5 separate regions of the Mus musculus genome follow, and regions 1, 2, 4 and 5 are each linked to region 3. The links are chromatin contacts, called in public promoter capture Hi-C maps. All regions are on one chromosome and are shown on one strand. Each heading gives the region's core, a stretch centred on a gene start, on an enhancer-like site or on the middle of the called end of the contact. The rest is flanking DNA. Distances are from core to core; before and after follow the strand shown.

Region 1 (3,140 bases), core at 482-2,981, 1.1 Mb after region 3:
CCAGCCTGGTCTACAAAGTGAATTCCAGGGCAGCCAGGCAGCCAGGGCTGTTACCCAGAGAAACTCTGTTTTGAAAAACAAACAAACAAAAGATTTATTTTTTATTATTTGAAATGTATGTGTCTGTGCCTGGCATAGTGGTGCAGCATTTGGGAGGCAGTGGCAGGTAGATCTCTGTGAGGTTGAAGCCAGCCTGGGCTTCAAGGACAGTCAGTAGCCAGGGTTACAGAAAGATCTCTCTCTCTCTCTCTCTCTCTCCCCCCCCCTCTCTCTCTCTCTCTCACACACACACACACACACACACACACACACACACGAGAGCGCGCGTGTCTCTGTGTGAGTATGTGCCCAAAGTGTTGGATCCCTCTGGAGCTGGAGTTACAGTAGATAGTGCTATGTACATCCTGGGAACTGAACTCAGGTCTTCTGGAAGAGCAGCAAGCACACTTAACTGCTAAGCTTCCTTTCCAGTCTCACCTGTCCGCATTTCGAAGGAAAATGGGAAATCATCATCATCATCATCATCATCTTCTTCTTCTTCTTCTTCTTCTTCTTCTTCTTCTTCTTCTTCTTCTTCTTCTTCTTCTTCTTCTTCTTCTTCTTCTTCTTCCTCTTCTTCCTCTTCTTCCTCTTCTTCTTCTTCTTCTTCTTCTTCTTCTTCTTCTTCTTCTTCTTCTTCTTCTTCTTCTTCTTCTTCTTCTTCTTCTTCTTTTTGTTAACGATGTGGACTAATGGTGTGAGATTAGGCCCTCAGACTTGATCCTCATACACCTCCACCAATCGTTCATTAAGATTTGTCCAAGGCTTAATAGGAAGGGCTGAACTGAGAGTCATATAGCCCTATGGAGTAAGGTATACCAAGTATTGAGGGAGGCTGGAGAGATGGTTTAGTGGCTAAGAGCATTATCTTAAAATAGACAAATTCTTTCTTTTTAAAAAGAAGTATTAAGTACCCCCATGCCCCTTACTCTCCGCACCGAATTGGCTGGGGTAGGTGTATGTTTTTCTCTGCTATGCATGGATCCAGCTTTCCTCGGTAGAACTCTTTCCACGTCTGGAAAATGAGGATACTCTAATTAGGTATCCAAGATTTCTGCTACCATTTTCTCTATTTCTGGATGGTAGGAATGGAGTAGAAAATGCAAAAATCAGAGTTAGGATGAGACAGGCACATATACCCAAGTGGGGCACAGAAGACAGGAGGGCGTAGGCAAGATTGCACGGGCCGGATTTAGGAACGCGTTTCAACCCCAGACCTGCCTGGAAAGAGAGCGATCCCTAAAGTAGTAAAGCCCAGGTGACTTTGGTAGGATGAAGTTGGGGGAGTAGGGTCGCCCGCTCAAGCTCTCAAAACGGACCCCGCCCCCTTTCCAGCAAATCATAGCCTTCCTGCCCAGGATGCCCAGCAGCCACTGCTAAACAGCGCACTGCAACCGAACCCTATCTGACCCCACCTCTTCAACCGCCCAGCACAATTTTTCATTGTTTATTGGCTTCTGTAACTGTCAGTCAGAGAATCCTCGTATCCGTTGGCTGTCCCCTACCTACTCTTCTTTCCCTTGTAATCTGGTCTCTTTGGGCATTGCACGCCTCCCAGAGCTAATTTCTTTCTTCGATTGGATAGTCGGAATGCCACTTTTCAGAGTGCCACGCTCTGATTGGCTGAGCGCGGCAGGACTCTCGCAGTTACCAGGCAGCGGGCTAGACTGAGGCTAGTTACCACGTCAGTGAGCTGACAGGGAAGGTAGCCGGCACCACCGAGCGTCCCGGCCCACTTACTCCAGCCTGCAGTGAGGTCTCACCCTGAAGTTAGGGTTGCCTTCCAGAAGACAGGATCCTTCCCTTCTCTCACTCGCCGCCGGCGCCGGGAGAGCGGCCGGGAGACGCCTCCGGGGCCAGGCTGGACATGAGCTGCGGCTGCCGCCGGTTCTGGGACTAGGCCCCGCCATTTTGGATCCGCTGACAGGTCAGCGAAGTCTCTTCTTAGAGTTCCAGCGTCGTGAGGGCCTCCTGACGTTGCCATCAAGAATAAGGAGGAAGGGTCCTTCGGTTGGGCGAAGCGGCCTGGGCGATGGGCTTAGTGGGAAGAAGTAAACCCAGAGGACTGATGTGAGAGGGAGTTGGGAGGTGTGCAGGGGCCAAAGGTCAGACCCTTGTCCCCGAGGGGTGTTTCAGCTCCACCTGTGACTCGGTGGATGCTAGAATCTGTTTTTGTTTTTGTTTGTTTGTTTGTTTGTTTTCCCTAGGCATAATCTGGCCTGCAGCTCTTCTTTTTCAGACCCTTCTGCACCCTAAAGTCCTCAACATCTGAAAGCAAAATTAAGGATGGTTTCAGGGTTTAGAGAGTGAATCTTTTCAGATTCTGTACATCTGTCACTTCGGGGTGACTGCGTCCTAGCACAACTGAAGCGCCCCATTAATCCTGAAAGATGAGCCAGCTCAGTTTGGATTAGGTAGTCAGAAGGCATAGAAGACTGGAGGCAGCCGCCTGAGAACCTGGCCTGTAAGATCTTGCTTTTACAGGATAGCTCAGCTGTCACCAGGGGTCTGCATGTAAACACCTTTCTTTCTTTTTGAGTCAGGTTCTTTCTGTGTAGCTCTGGTTTTTCTGGAATTCACTATGTAGACCAGGCTGGCCTTGGATTTACAAAGATCCACCTCCTTCTGCCTTAAACTCTTTAGGTGTGTGTTATGGGTAGGCATTTACCCACTGTAACTCCCTTCTTTTTAAGGATATGAGGTTTGATCCCAAGGCAGCCACTCTTTTGTGACACATTTGATTGAGAGTTAAGAGGGGTTTGAATACTGATAAGGCTTGGTCCTGGTGGTCTATTTATTTTTAGTAGGTGAAAAATCATGAAAAGGGCTGGAGGGAGACGTAGCTGGTTGAGTGTTTGCCTTGCATGTATGGAGTCCTTGAGTTCAGTCCCTAGCACTTCATAAACTGGGCATGTTGGTCCACATCTGTAATTATTCCCTACTTGGGAGATGGAAACACGAGGGTTAGCCCTGACATTCAAGGTTATCCTCAGCTACTTCTTGAGTTAGAGGCCAGCCTGGGCCAAGTGAGACACTGTCTTTAGCAAAGAGACAAGTTAGGAGAGTTGTTCTGCTCCTTGTGGTAGGGTCAGGGAAACAGA
Region 2 (2,972 bases), core at 16-2,515, 1.9 Mb after region 3:
TGGAAGAGAAAGATCCCAAGTTCGAGGCCACTAGGGTACAGAGCCTGTTCGAGGCCTACAAACAGGTTCATATTGTAATGGAAATGCTCTTCGGAAGCAAGCCGGGAAGCATCAATCCTTGTATCAACAGCCCAGCATAACCACCTTGCCACTACGAGCACCCGCAACGATTTTATTGCAATTTTTAACCAGCTGGTTTGTTAAACTGAACCTCTAAGCCCTGATGTCTTCTCTTACATTCTTAGCCATTGATGGAAAATGCTAAGGTGACTATGTGAAAGACCTGAAGTCTTTCTGTACTCACTACGTCTACGATAAATGGCACCGTTTTAACATCCTCCCCCTACACATGACGGCCAAAGGAATTTGCATCCCTTAAGAAAAATTATAGGTCTACGGTCATTATGAAACAATGTGCGGGGGGGGGGGGGGCGCAGAGAAGTGGTGGGGAACACGCAACCGTGTTGAGTGACTAGTCATTTCAGAGTGCTCTATTAGAGCACAGCCCTCGACTACCGAGGCTGTGAAACAAATCCGACACAAACCTTCATCTAATGCTTTTAAAGGCTGCGGCCAGGCAAAGCCAACCGCTCAAAACGCTGTTCTTGTAACAGGCCCCACTTCTGCATCTCGCCCTGCAGGGCTTCGGGGGCCCCAGAAAAAAAAAGGCGAGGGACAAACCGCCTCCAAACGTCTTTAGGCGAGACTTGCAATTGATGTGAGCTTTCCAGGAAGTACTGCGCACCACAAAACTGGCTCGTGGGCCATTCCGCGGGCAGATCCAAACCCTGCCAGGCTCGCAGCCCATGAGGGGAGCCCCGCACCCGCCTCACGAGAACTGAGGCCAGGCTGCCAGCCCAGAGAGACCAGGGGAACCGAGAGCGGCGCCTGCCCGCCCACTCCGCGAGAAAGGCGGGGTCCCAGCTAGCGGACGCTGGGAAACAATGGCGCGAGCATGACGTGGGCCGGGGGCGTCGCCGCCGCGCGGGGAAGGGGCTGCGGCGGGCCGGGGGCGCCCGGGCCGGGGGCGTGCGCCACGCCGGGGCGCTGAGGCCGCGGGCGCGCGGGCAGATCTGGGCCGGGGTAGGGAGCCCTGAGGAAAGGGACGCCGGGCGGACGGCGGGGGCCGCTGGGTCGCGCGCTGGGCCGCGCATCCTCCCCAGCCTGCTCGCTCGCCGCCCGCCCGCTCCAAGCCCCCTCCCGCCCGCCGCGGGTGCCGCCGCACTCACCGGCCGCACCGCACGGCAGCAATCCTAGCGCGCAACTGCCGCAGCCGCCTCGGCGCGCGCCCTCCCCGCCCCCGCCGCCCCGGCACCGCCCCCAGCTCGCGCCCGGCCAGGGACCGGCGCTCTGTTCCTTACCCGGGCTCCGCCGCAGAAGCCGGCCGCGGCGATGCTCCCTGGCGGGCGGTCCTGTCTCAGGGCCCCTCACAGGGCTCGGGGAACTTCCCACCACAGAACTCCCAGAGCTGCTAAACTCCGAGGGTGATGCACGTTAACAACCTATCCATTTCCTAGGAATAACCACCTCTTGGCTTTTTGCCTGCTCCCCTCAGCACACTCCTGGCTGCCCCGCCCCTACCTTAGGTGACCACGCCTACTCTGCGAGAGGCTTTCCCTAAGGTGGGAAGAGTGTGTCCCTTACTCCTAGCAGCTTACTCCTAGACAAACGAACCAGAGGGTCTCCCTGGAAGACCTTGAACTCAACTCCATGATAATCATAGGGACCAGCTTTGGGGTTTATCAGAATGAGTTCAAATCCTAGTTTCACTACTTACCCAGGGAACCAACCAAGGAACCTGACTACACACAGTTGATTTATCCGAGATATTATTGATAGAATGAAACAATACAGACTCCAGGCTTAGTTCTGGATCCTAGCAAACAATAAATAGTAGTTGAATACACTGACACCCGTTACCGTACTTCACTACAAGACAGCCCACCCACTATGTCCAGAACACTGCATTCCTTAGTCTGGGCAGCTCTGGAATTCATCGCAAAGACCAAATTCTAGTCCTGGGAGCCTCGGAAAAGCAACTGATCTACTGGTTCTTCGACCTTGGACTTTGCCCAAGATCTTCCCGAGTTGGGGATATTTGATCCCTCCCATTGTTTTTCCTCTGTCCTAATTCTGAGGATCTTTGTCTTTCTCTCAGGCATTTGGCTGATTTGATTTTGATTTCCTTTAGATGGTATCATCCAAGACTAAGCCAAGTTTTGTAGTACCATCATAATCAAGGAGGACTATGGCTTCCACTTTGTAACAGCGCCTTGCATTTGTGCAGTAAAGTTCTCAGTGAACACTAAGTATGGTAGCTTGCCGGGAGTCCTAGCTTCTGGAGATGCTAGGACTAAGGCAAGAGGATTACGTGAGCCCAGAATTTGAAGTTAACCTGAGCAACATAATGAAAGAAAGAAAAAAGGGAGAGGAAGCAATGGTGAGGGGGGGGGGGGGAACAAGGAAGAAAGAGGAGGAAGGAGAAGAAAATGAAAAAGAGAAGAAAGTTCTTGGCAGACATACTACTGACTCATTACACTTGCAGTCAACCTGAACCACAGGGTGTTTTTGAAAACAGGAGGGCTCTGCTAACAGCTTCTACTTACCCTCCTGTGCCTTTCACCCTGCCTAGGTCAGCTGAGGATAAGCCCCTATTAGGCTTTTCACCTATTAGGCTTTTCAACATGGGAAAAATGGCATGTAAGCCAGTTTGCAGTTAGCTTAATACCACCTTTAAGCCAAGTATGTTTCTAGAAAGCCTGGTTTTGTAGGTAGGCCTGGAGTGGTTAAAGCTTACCTTGAATTCCTCTCAGGAGGCAGAGGCAGGTGGATCTCTGAATTCAGGGCCAGCCTGATCTACAGAGCAAGTTCTGGGCCAGCCAGGGCTACCAAATAAGACCCTGTCTCAAAATAAGTAAATAAATGCCCAGTTCTGTGACTAAAGACTGGTACGGGGCCGGGCGTGGTGGCGC
Region 3 (3,225 bases), core at 589-3,088:
TCAGTAGGGCTGGAGTCTTAGTAAGGCAGATCTCGCTGAGTCGAAAAATAGTGTTTCTTCTGGCCACCCTGTTCTGGAAAGTCCACAAGACAGAGCAGCTGATCCCAGGCCACTTGGAAGAGAGGGATCTTTCTGATGCAATTTCAGTCTGAATGCTTCTTAGGAGTAGGGCTTCCAGATCTGTGTAGGAAGAACAGGGTTTGGGGAGAGGGATGAGTGCTGTCCCATTACCCTGGCTTCTGCACTTCCTCCTGACTTGAACATCCTGTCCCCCTCTCCCATCCTGGGCCCAGAGGAGATCGGCCCAGTTCTGCACCATCTTGGATTTGGGGATTTGTTTCTACAAGGCCATTGGGACACTTTCCTTCCATTCCTCCCTCCATTCCTCCATTGCTATTCTCAATGGAGTCATCCACCCAGTCTCCGGTCCTCATCTGACACTCAGAGAGTAGAGATGGGGGTCACAGCAGGCTCTTGAGTTTTAAAGAGAGAGAGGAGAATGGGTGCCACACAGTTTACTGCAGCATCTTTCCTGTGTGTATATGTATATGGGTAGGGGCTAGCCTCCCGAGCTGGACTTCAGGACCTGGGATAGCTGCGGTCGAGCTTGCCCCCCACCGCCACCCCCAGGTGAATGTCAGGCTCCAGGCTGCAGTTGTGAGTCTAAAGTCGCTGCAAGACTCTATCCCAGGACTGAGTGATCTTCTGGAGAGAGCCCCACAAATCGCTAGTGCAAAACCAGGGGTCACGCCCTCTAGAGCATTTCTGTAAACCAAAAAACAGACTCCCCCATGTAGGACCTCCTGCCTCGCTACCTCTAGGACTTGGCCACCTCACCTGGTCCCGTGTGCCGCCGCTGCCCTTGTCGCCCGCTGGCGGGCGCGATACAGTGAACTAAGGACCCCGCCCACGCTCCGCGCAGCTGCTGGAATAGAGCTACCCTGCGCGGTCCTGGGATCCCATTGGCTGCTGAGACCGCCAGTCATTCTCTTCTAGCACCTTTGGTAGCCTGTCCGGATTGTAGCTTCTCACCTGTCTGATACCTCTGGGCTCTGCCCGCCCCAACTCTGAACCCCAACTGGTCGTTGGAACCCAGGCTCTGGAACTGGCTGGGTTCCACTGGCTACTAGAATCACGTCTTCTCCGGGCCACGCTAGCTTCCTGAAATTGCCATCCCTTCCGTAGTCATCCCTAAGGTCTCTGTGGGAGAATGTCACAAACGAAAGAGCTGAACCTGAGCCTGAGATCAGCAGGAAGGAAAGCTGGAACATGGCTGTGTCGCCGCTGTGCCCTGGGTGCTGATGGATAAGGGATGTGTGTGTGTAATGCCTTCTTCACCTTCGGAGACACCCTGTTCTGGAAAGGCCGCACGATACAGCAGCTGATCCCAGGCCACTAGGAGAAGAATCTTTCTGATGCGCCTGCTTGGATGCAGGCAGAGATCACGGGAAACTTTGGCCGTGCACATCCCTAGGACTGGGGCGTCAGTTTGTGTACGGATAAGTGTTGGGGGTACAAAAAATTGCTGGCACAGTGGAGCTGGGGATTAGGTGGCAAAGGGGACTGGGAACACAAAAGGGGCACAGATACCACAACAATGTGGCTGGAAAGAGATGCGAATGACGAGGATCTGCAAAAGGAGCCTCTAAGACCTGGAGTAGCAGACCAGGGTGCAAGCAAGGAGAGTCCATTGCCAAGGCAGCAATCAAGTAAACAAGCAGTAATCCGAATCCCTCCGGGCGTTGCACCCTCAGAGGCCCGCCCTCCACGCCGCTCACCCGCACCCAGTGCACCTAGACTGGGTGCTGCGGGGGTGGGTGCCTCCAGAGGCAAGCTAAGGGACTGCAAGCGAAGGAGGCAAGTGGGGCGGCTCCTCCCCTTTTCTCCCTGGTTGGGAAGGAGGCCAGAATTGCTTCCCAGGACTGGGTCGGGTTTGGTCTCAACGGCCTGGTCTGGGAGAATCACTCTGGACATCCACTGTCTCGGAACTCTGCCAAGAGGGGGGGTGGGTCAGGCGAACGAGCTCAGGGAGCCCCCGCCCTTCCCTGCTGCTCAGCGTCACGCGTGACGTCTCGGTGATGGCTGGGAGGAAAGCGGAGAGCGGTGAGGAAGGCGGGTCTGAGAGCTTCTAGAGGCTGAAAACCCCGGAAAGCGTGAGTGCCTGCTGCCTTGGGAATCAGCAAAGTGGAGGGGTGAGGGCTTGGGCTCAGAACAGAAGGCTTGCCTTGAGAGAGGTGCTCTCTCTTATGGGAATTCCATATTGCGTGGTCTGTTAGGATCTGTAGGGCACAAGGAGGGGTTGGTTGAGGCTGTGTGTTAGGCATGCTTTCAAATGTCTGCAACTGATAGATATGGCTGAGCGTGTGTGTGTGTGTGTGTGTGTGTGTGTGTGTGTGTGTGTGTAACGGTACTCTGGTTGGTTGACTAGTGTATACAGTGTGACTCTAACCTGTTTGTGTGCTGGGGAGGGCGTGCCTGTCTTTGTGTATAAGTATGTGAAAGTCGGGTGGGGACGGTGTCTACTGTGAGGGAGGAAGTGGGGTTGGAGGGTATTAGTCACTCTGCAGGATTTTTGCCTAACACAGCCAGATGGCTGTTCTTGGCATTCCTTTTTGTGCTGGGCGGAGGGGCATCCATTGAATCTCGCCCTTTCCTGAGGTTTTTCTGAGGCTCAGAGAGAGTTGGGTGGGTGCCTGCGTCAGTTCTATTCAACCCAGGACCAGGGAGAGCCCGGAGTTATTGTGTAGGAGTGGAAGCAAGTGGGTTTGAGGAGGCTATGTGGGTGCTCACATGTTCACAAATGGCTGCCACTCCAGTGCTGTTTGAGATCTGGTACGGATCAGCCCTCAGGTGCCTAATGTCTCCTCCAATCAGGGGCTTGAGTGTGGGCTGCCTTCTGTCATTTTTCCAAACAGCCTTGGAAGTTTTTATCTAAGTCTTGGGGCAGCTGGGGCCTGAAGCTGGAAAGGGCTTGGGTGTGTTATCCATGTTCTGTGCTCCTATAGCAGGAGCTCAAGATAGCTGCCCCAGATTAGCTGCTGCTGGGGAATCACACACACACACACACACACACACACACACACACACACACACACACTCACACACACGTAAATCTGGCATCAGGCCACAGCGTCAGGAAAGCTATATTCTTGGTTCTGGTCTTCCCTCCGGCTCTTAAGTGGCTGTATGTTCCTGGCTAAAACACTACCTAGGGAACAACTCCTC
Region 4 (3,008 bases), core at 211-2,710, 1.0 Mb after region 3:
TACTATGTCAAACTCCTCCCCTTCCACCTCCTTATCTCTCTCTATCCCCCCTCTCCCTCTTATCTTCTCCCTCTCTCAGACATCTGCAATTTTTGCCTCTCAACTCTGGGTTTAAAATCATTAGCCTCCGGGTGTGGTGGCTCATGCCTTTAATCCCAGCTTTCGGGTGGCAGAGGCAGGCGGATTTCTGAGTTCAAGGCCAGCCTGGTCTACAAAGTGAGCTCCAGGACAGCCAGGGCTACAGAGAAATCCTGTCTCGGAAAAACAAAACAAAACAACAACAAAAAAATCATTTGCCACCATACCTATGAGAATAAAAGTTTTCTCAACTGGGGTTAGTGTCTATTAAGTGTCATTAAAGCTCACCAGTTTGGTTTTGATCACCATCTTGGTTTGTGAATTTTTTTTTTTTTTCTTTTTTTCCGAGACAGGGTTTCTCCGTGTAGCCCTGGCTGTCCTGGAAGTCACTTTGTAGACCAGGCTGGCCTCGAACTCAGAAATCCGCCTGCCTCTGCCTCCCGAGTGCTGCGATTAAAGGTGTACGCCACCACCGCCCGGTGGTGTGTGTATTTTAAAAAAAACGATTTTGAGGCCGGGCGTGGTGGCGCAAGCCTTTAATCCCAGCACTCGGGAGGCAGACGGATTTCTAAGTTCGAGGCCAGCCTGGTCTACAAAGTTAGTTCCAGGACAGCCAGGGCTATACGGAGAAACCTTTCTGTCTTGGAAAAAAAAAAAACAAGCCAAAACAAACAAACAAACGATTGTGTATGCATAGAAGCACCTCTGGGAAATAGGATAACGGGTCCTTTTAGAAGGAGCGCCTGTTTTGAGGAAAGTAAAAGAAAGGTATTCACCGGAAGTGCATCTTTATTGCTTCCTGACCTGGACAGTAGCTGATACTGAAGTTTTCCGAATTCACTGTGACTTCTTTCTTTAGGAAGAAAGGATTTTTCTTGATCTTTTCCCTGGGATGGTCCCGTGTTCCTGTTCTCCGAATTGTAGATGGGAAGGATAACTGTCTTGTAACCTAGCTATGACTGACAGACAATGTGGGGTACCAACACCTTGTCACCACAACTTTTAGGATCCTCTGATTTGAGTCTGGGTCTGGGTGGTATCCTGAAGGACTTCACTGGGTGTGAAGGGAGGGAGGAAGCCATTGTCCGTGGGAGTTTGAGCAGTAGGTGACACCTCTAGAAGGGTTGAAAGAGCCTCGAGTTCTCCAGTGCACCCATTATTGTTAGTCCATTCAGTACTGTGAGGTCTCAGTAGCAGCCAGGGCTTGGAAATCTACAGTAGGAAGAAGCCCATTCAGCAAAGGTAATGCGCGGGAATTTGCAAGTTTTCCCGCCTCGGACAGGAGCGTGGCATCTGACGTAGAAGCTCCGCCTCCTTAGTGGGCGGCTCGTGGGCTCCGCCCCCTGCAGGATGATGACGCGTGTGGGACCGGAAGCAACTTCTAGATTTAGTCTGGGTCTCTCCTCCCGGGTGGAGGGTACGCGACCTCGTGTGCGCCACTCTTTTCCGCTGCGCGCCGCGCGCGACTTGATGACGACACTGGACCCGCCCTCGACCCGGGCTGTGCTTTGGTGTTCTTAAGTCGTGCCGCGTGCGCAACGGTAGTGACGCGTTTTACCCGGAGCATGGCGGATACCGGCTTGCGCCGCGTGGTTCCCAGCGACCTTTATCCCCTTGTGCTCAGATTTCTGCGGGATAGCCAACTCTCGGAGGTGGCCAGTAAATTTGCAAAAGCGACCGGCGCTGTGAGTCCTTGGTTTGGTCTGCGGGCCGGGGTGGGACGACTCTCCGAGCTAATCTAGGCCTTGTCGGCTTTAGAAGTTAAGGAGGCGAGGGCTGGGGTCTGTCAGTCCGTTGTCTGCCCAGCTTCTCTGCGGACCTTCCTCAGGCTGGAGGTCTCGGTGTCTCCTTCCACCATGTCTGACTAGCTAGCTCCGAGTATTACGGCTTTTACTTGGTGTGAGTTTTTGCAGCGGTGACAGGCATGGGTCCCTCGTGACCCAGGACATGTGGCGCTAGATCCCTCCGGGAGCATTGGGTTGGCGGTGCGTGGTTCTTCTGTACTTTTTGTTGGACTTACCCTTAATTGCAGTTTTACCTGAGACTCAAAGATTTTAGTAATGAAGGCTTGGATTCTATTTATACACTTGTTTGTTTTTACAAAAGAAGATGAGTGAGTGCAGGGATAAATTGCGAAGTAATGATAGCTAGGACTTCATATTGTATTTACTTATTTTTTTAAAAAGAAAAAAATGAATGAGTGTGGTGATAGGTTGCTTTCAGTATACTCTAGGAGTAGTGAGCGTCCGCCTGTGTTAAGTTGGCACTGAGCTTGGAGCTCCAGGTAGTGATGTTAGGCCAGGCTCTGCGGCTTTCTGCATGTATGATCCCAGCAGCCTTTTGTTTGAGACAAAGTTCATGTAGTCCTTGTGTAGTGGAGGATGGATATGAACTTCTGTACCTCTTGTCACAGCCTCTTCATGCTAAGTGCCTTACTGCCCTGCAGCACACTTTGTATACCATACTGGCCTTGAACTCAGCTCAGTCTCTGTCTACCAAGTGCTGGGATTAAAGGTGTATATCACCATGCTCAGCCCAATTTACAGCTTTTGAGTGAATGAGACTCACTGAGAGAAAAATGCACAAAGTAGTAACTCCATTGTAGGCACACAGGAACATGGGGTGAGTGACAGCTGTTATGTAAGAGCAAAATGTTTACTCTGCACCTTAAGAAAAGCTGTAGCGGGCTGGAGAGACGGCTCAGCAGTTACGACCACTGACTGCTCTTTTAGAGGTCCCGAGTTCAATTCTCAGCAACCAACCACATGGTGGCTCACAACCATCTGTAATGGGATCAGATGCCCATTCTTCTAGTGTGTCTGAAGACAGCAAAGATGAACTCACATAAATAAGGGGGAAAAAAAATGAAAGAAAAGCTGTAGTGTTCGTGGAAACACCTTGAAAGGCTGTAGGCCTTAGATCCTGGGACT
Region 5 (2,981 bases), core at 144-2,643, 1.7 Mb after region 3:
GCACTCGGGAGGCAGAGGCAGGCGGATTTCTGAGTTCAAGGTCAGCCTGGTCTACAAAGTGAGCTCCAGGACAGCCAGGGCTATACAGAGAAACCCTGTAAACAACAACAAAACAAAACAAAACAACAAAAAAAAAAAAAAAAAAAAAAGAGAGAATTGCGAGGATACCGCTGAAATGAGCCCAGAAATCACTCGTCCTGGAAATTATAAAAAACACTGTGGGTGTTCACAAAAAAGGAAGAGTATTGTGTTTATGGAATACAAAGTAAGATCAGGAAAAACATTTTAAAACGCGCTTCAGTTGGGAGGCAGAAAGTTCAGTTTGGGAGCTACTGTGCTACCGCATCTAGTCTGATGCAATGGACTTGAGAGTCCTGGTGAGCTGTGCTCCACAATGAATCTTCTCCGGAGCTAACAGCGTTTGACCTGTGCATTTCATAATAAGCTTTCATGGGCCTTCTCAGGTTGCTCTCCCCTTCCTATTTCCCCAAATTGCCTGGGTGCACGTTAAAAAACAAAACAAAACAAAACAAAACAAAACCAAAAATAGGGTCCATCTCATTCTGTGATTATAGCAGGACTACAGGAGAATCCCTGTGATGACAAAGTTTGGGAAGCTGACCACACTTTGAGAGGTTTGTTGAGAGCTAGAAAACAGCAAAGGTCGTCCGTGAGGGCCGGCAGGTGGCGCCACATGATCGTGAGCAGCTGAGGGCTCACAGAGTCACGGAGACCGCAGGTCCTCGGCGTTGCTAGGGCCACCCTGTCACCGCGAATCTCCAGAGGAACCGCATGCAGGGGTAGTGGGCTGGGGGGCTTGACTAGTATCCCGATTTGGTTTTAGGCTATGTGCATCGTAAGCTGTCTCCAGTCCGGCTCTGGTGCTCCCAGGGAAGGAGGGCTCAGCCCATTCTGCGGCGACACGGAGCCCCGTGGAGCCCGCAAGTCCCTGCAGCAAGGACCCGAGGCCTCGCGCCTCAGGGCAGTATTGCAGGGCTGCCAAGCCGCGCGCGAGGATCTACTACAGAGACCCCACAGGGAGCGCCGCACCCGCGGACCGCTCCCTTTCATTGGCCGCCTGGAGGAAGACCACGCCCCCATCCCTACAGCGCTCATCTTTGACTGGCTCTTGCATCCGGGATGGCCACGCCTCCTCCCCGCGCATACACAAGAGTCACGCGCCTTTCAGTTGGAAACTTGGCATGCAGAGGAGGACAGTGGCCCTCATCTCCCCGCCCACCTCCCGTGCCATTGGTGCGGCACGCCGACTGCGACCACGCCCCCATTCCAGCCCCCTGGCTGGGAAGGCGGGCACCCGCTCTTGATTGGCTGGCAGACCTGCCTCTCGCGGGAGAGGCTAGCACGCCCCTCCCTCCGCTCCCTCCTCCCTCGAGCCCGGGGGTTCCTCAGCTGGCTCAGTCCGAATCAGTGTCATTCAGAGAGAAGGACAGCTAAGGGCTGGGCGCGAACGCGCGGTTGCAGTCCTGCTCGGGCGCCGGTGCCTGCGCTCGCGCCGCCGGGTGGGAAGGATGAAGCCTCAGCTGGAGCAGCCACCCTATGATTGGCTGTGGCGCTTGTGAACCCGAAGTAAAGATGGCGGGCGGGCAGGCAGCCGCCGCACTGCCCACTTGGAAGATGGCGGCGCGCCGCAGCCTCAGTGCCCGCGGCCGGGGGGTCCTGCAAGCAGCTGCGGGCCGGCTGCTGCCGCTGCTACTGCTGAGCTGCTGCTGGGGAGCGGGCGGCTGCACAGCGGCCGGCGAGAACGAGGAGACCGTGATCATCGGGCTGCGGCTGGAGGATACGAACGACGTGTCGTTCATGGAAGGGGGTGCTCTGCGGGTGAGCGAGCGGACCCGGGTCAAGCTGCGGGTGTACGGGCAGAACATCAACAACGAGACGTGGTCCCGCATCGCCTTCACTGAGCACGAGCGGCGCCGGCACACACCCAGCGAGCGTGGGCTGGGGGGCCCCGCGCCTCCGGAGCCGGACAGCGGCCCCCAGCGCTGCGGCATCCGCACCTCAGACATCATCATCTTGCCCCACATCATTCTCAATCGCCGCACATCGGGCATCATCGAGATCGAGATTAAACCGCTGCGCAAGATGGAGAAGAGCAAGTCTTATTACCTGTGCACGTCTCTCTCCACGCCCGCACTAGGCGCCGGCGGCTCCGGGTCTGCGAGTGGCACCGTCGGGGGCAAGGGTGGCGCGGGGGTGGCCGGACTCCCGCCTCCTCCGTGGGCCGAGACCACCTGGATTTACCACGACGGTGAGGACACCAAGATGATAGTGGGCGAGGAGAAGAAGTTCTTGCTGCCCTTCTGGCTGCAAGTGATCTTCATCTCGCTGCTGCTGTGCCTGTCGGGCATGTTCAGCGGCCTCAACCTGGGGCTCATGGCTCTGGACCCGATGGAGCTGCGCATCGTGCAAAACTGCGGCACGGAGAAAGAGAAGAATTATGCCAAGCGCATCGAGCCGGTGCGCAGGCAGGGCAACTACCTGCTGTGCTCGCTGCTGCTGGGCAACGTACTGGTCAACACCACGCTCACCATCCTGCTGGACGACATTGCGGGCTCAGGCCTTGTGGCGGTGGTGGTCTCCACCATTGGCATCGTCATCTTCGGAGAAATCGTGCCCCAAGCCATCTGCTCCCGACACGGCCTGGCGGTAGGGGCCAACACCATCTTCCTCACCAAGTTTTTCATGATGATGACATTCCCCGCTTCTTATCCGGTTAGCAAACTGCTGGACTGCGTCCTGGGCCAGGAGATAGGCACGGTCTATAACCGGGAAAAACTGCTGGAGATGCTCCGGGTTACTGACCCCTATAACGACCTCGTTAAGGAAGAGCTGAACATCATCCAAGGGGCGCTGGAGCTCCGCACCAAGACGGTGGAGGACGTGATGACTCCCCTCAGGGACTGCTTCATGATAACCGGCGAGGCTATCCTGGACTTCAACACCATGTCGGAGATCATGGA

What was found. Promoter capture Hi-C pulls out the DNA fragments that hold promoters and counts their contacts. Capture Hi-C pulls out chosen DNA fragments and counts their contacts.
Region 1: a promoter capture Hi-C map of erythroid cells shows a contact between it and region 3, with 15 times the contacts expected there. The contact joins the promoter of Gbf1 here to the promoter of Sfxn3 in region 3. A contact is called at or near these places in 1 of 39 promoter capture datasets (erythroid cells), 1 of 484 Hi-C or Micro-C datasets (CD4 T cells) and 1 of 115 datasets of contacts at active chromatin or transcription factors (astrocytes).
Region 2: a contact with region 3 is called in a promoter capture Hi-C map of pre-B cells, with 4 times the contacts expected there. The contact joins the promoter of Nt5c2 here to the promoter of Sfxn3 in region 3.
Region 4: a contact with region 3 is called in a promoter capture Hi-C map of liver, with 4 times the contacts expected there. The contact joins the promoter of Nolc1 here to the promoter of Sfxn3 in region 3. A contact is called at or near these places in 3 of 39 promoter capture datasets (the 3T3-L1 cell line, embryonic stem cells and pre-B cells), 3 of 115 datasets of contacts at active chromatin or transcription factors (embryonic stem cells, pancreatic cancer cells and trophoblast stem cells) and 1 of 9 other capture datasets (liver).
Region 5: a promoter capture Hi-C map of liver shows a contact between it and region 3, with 4 times the contacts expected there. The contact joins the promoter of Cnnm2 here to the promoter of Sfxn3 in region 3. A contact is called at or near these places in 1 of 39 promoter capture datasets (pre-B cells) and 1 of 9 other capture datasets (liver).

The regions. Positions count from the first base shown.
Region 1 is chr19:46,150,827-46,153,966 of GRCm38.p6, forward strand. Gbf1 (golgi-specific brefeldin A-resistance factor 1) reads left to right here and starts at 1,732. Exons shown (of 40, transcript NM_178930.3): 1 at 1,732-1,966.
Region 2 is chr19:46,961,043-46,964,014 of GRCm38.p6, forward strand. It overlaps Nt5c2 (5'-nucleotidase, cytosolic II), which reads right to left and starts at 1,266. Exons shown (of 18, transcript NM_029810.5): 1 at 1,230-1,266.
Region 3 is chr19:45,045,738-45,048,962 of GRCm38.p6, forward strand. It overlaps Sfxn3 (sideroflexin 3), which reads left to right and starts at 1,839. Exons shown (of 11, transcript NM_053197.4): 1 at 1,839-2,153. Pdzd7 (PDZ domain containing 7) reads right to left here and starts at 35. Exons shown (of 16, transcript NM_001195265.1): 1 at 1-35.
Region 4 is chr19:46,074,387-46,077,394 of GRCm38.p6, forward strand. Nolc1 (nucleolar and coiled-body phosphoprotein 1) reads left to right here and starts at 1,461. Exons shown (of 13, transcript NM_001039353.2): 1 at 1,461-1,763. The coding sequence starts at 1,644. RefSeq lists an enhancer at 1,370-1,441 and cis regulatory regions at 1,383-1,389, 1,412-1,418.
Region 5 is chr19:46,760,216-46,763,196 of GRCm38.p6, forward strand. It overlaps Cnnm2 (cyclin M2), which reads left to right and starts at 1,394. Exons shown (of 8, transcript NM_033569.3): 1 at 1,394-2,981. The coding sequence starts at 1,558.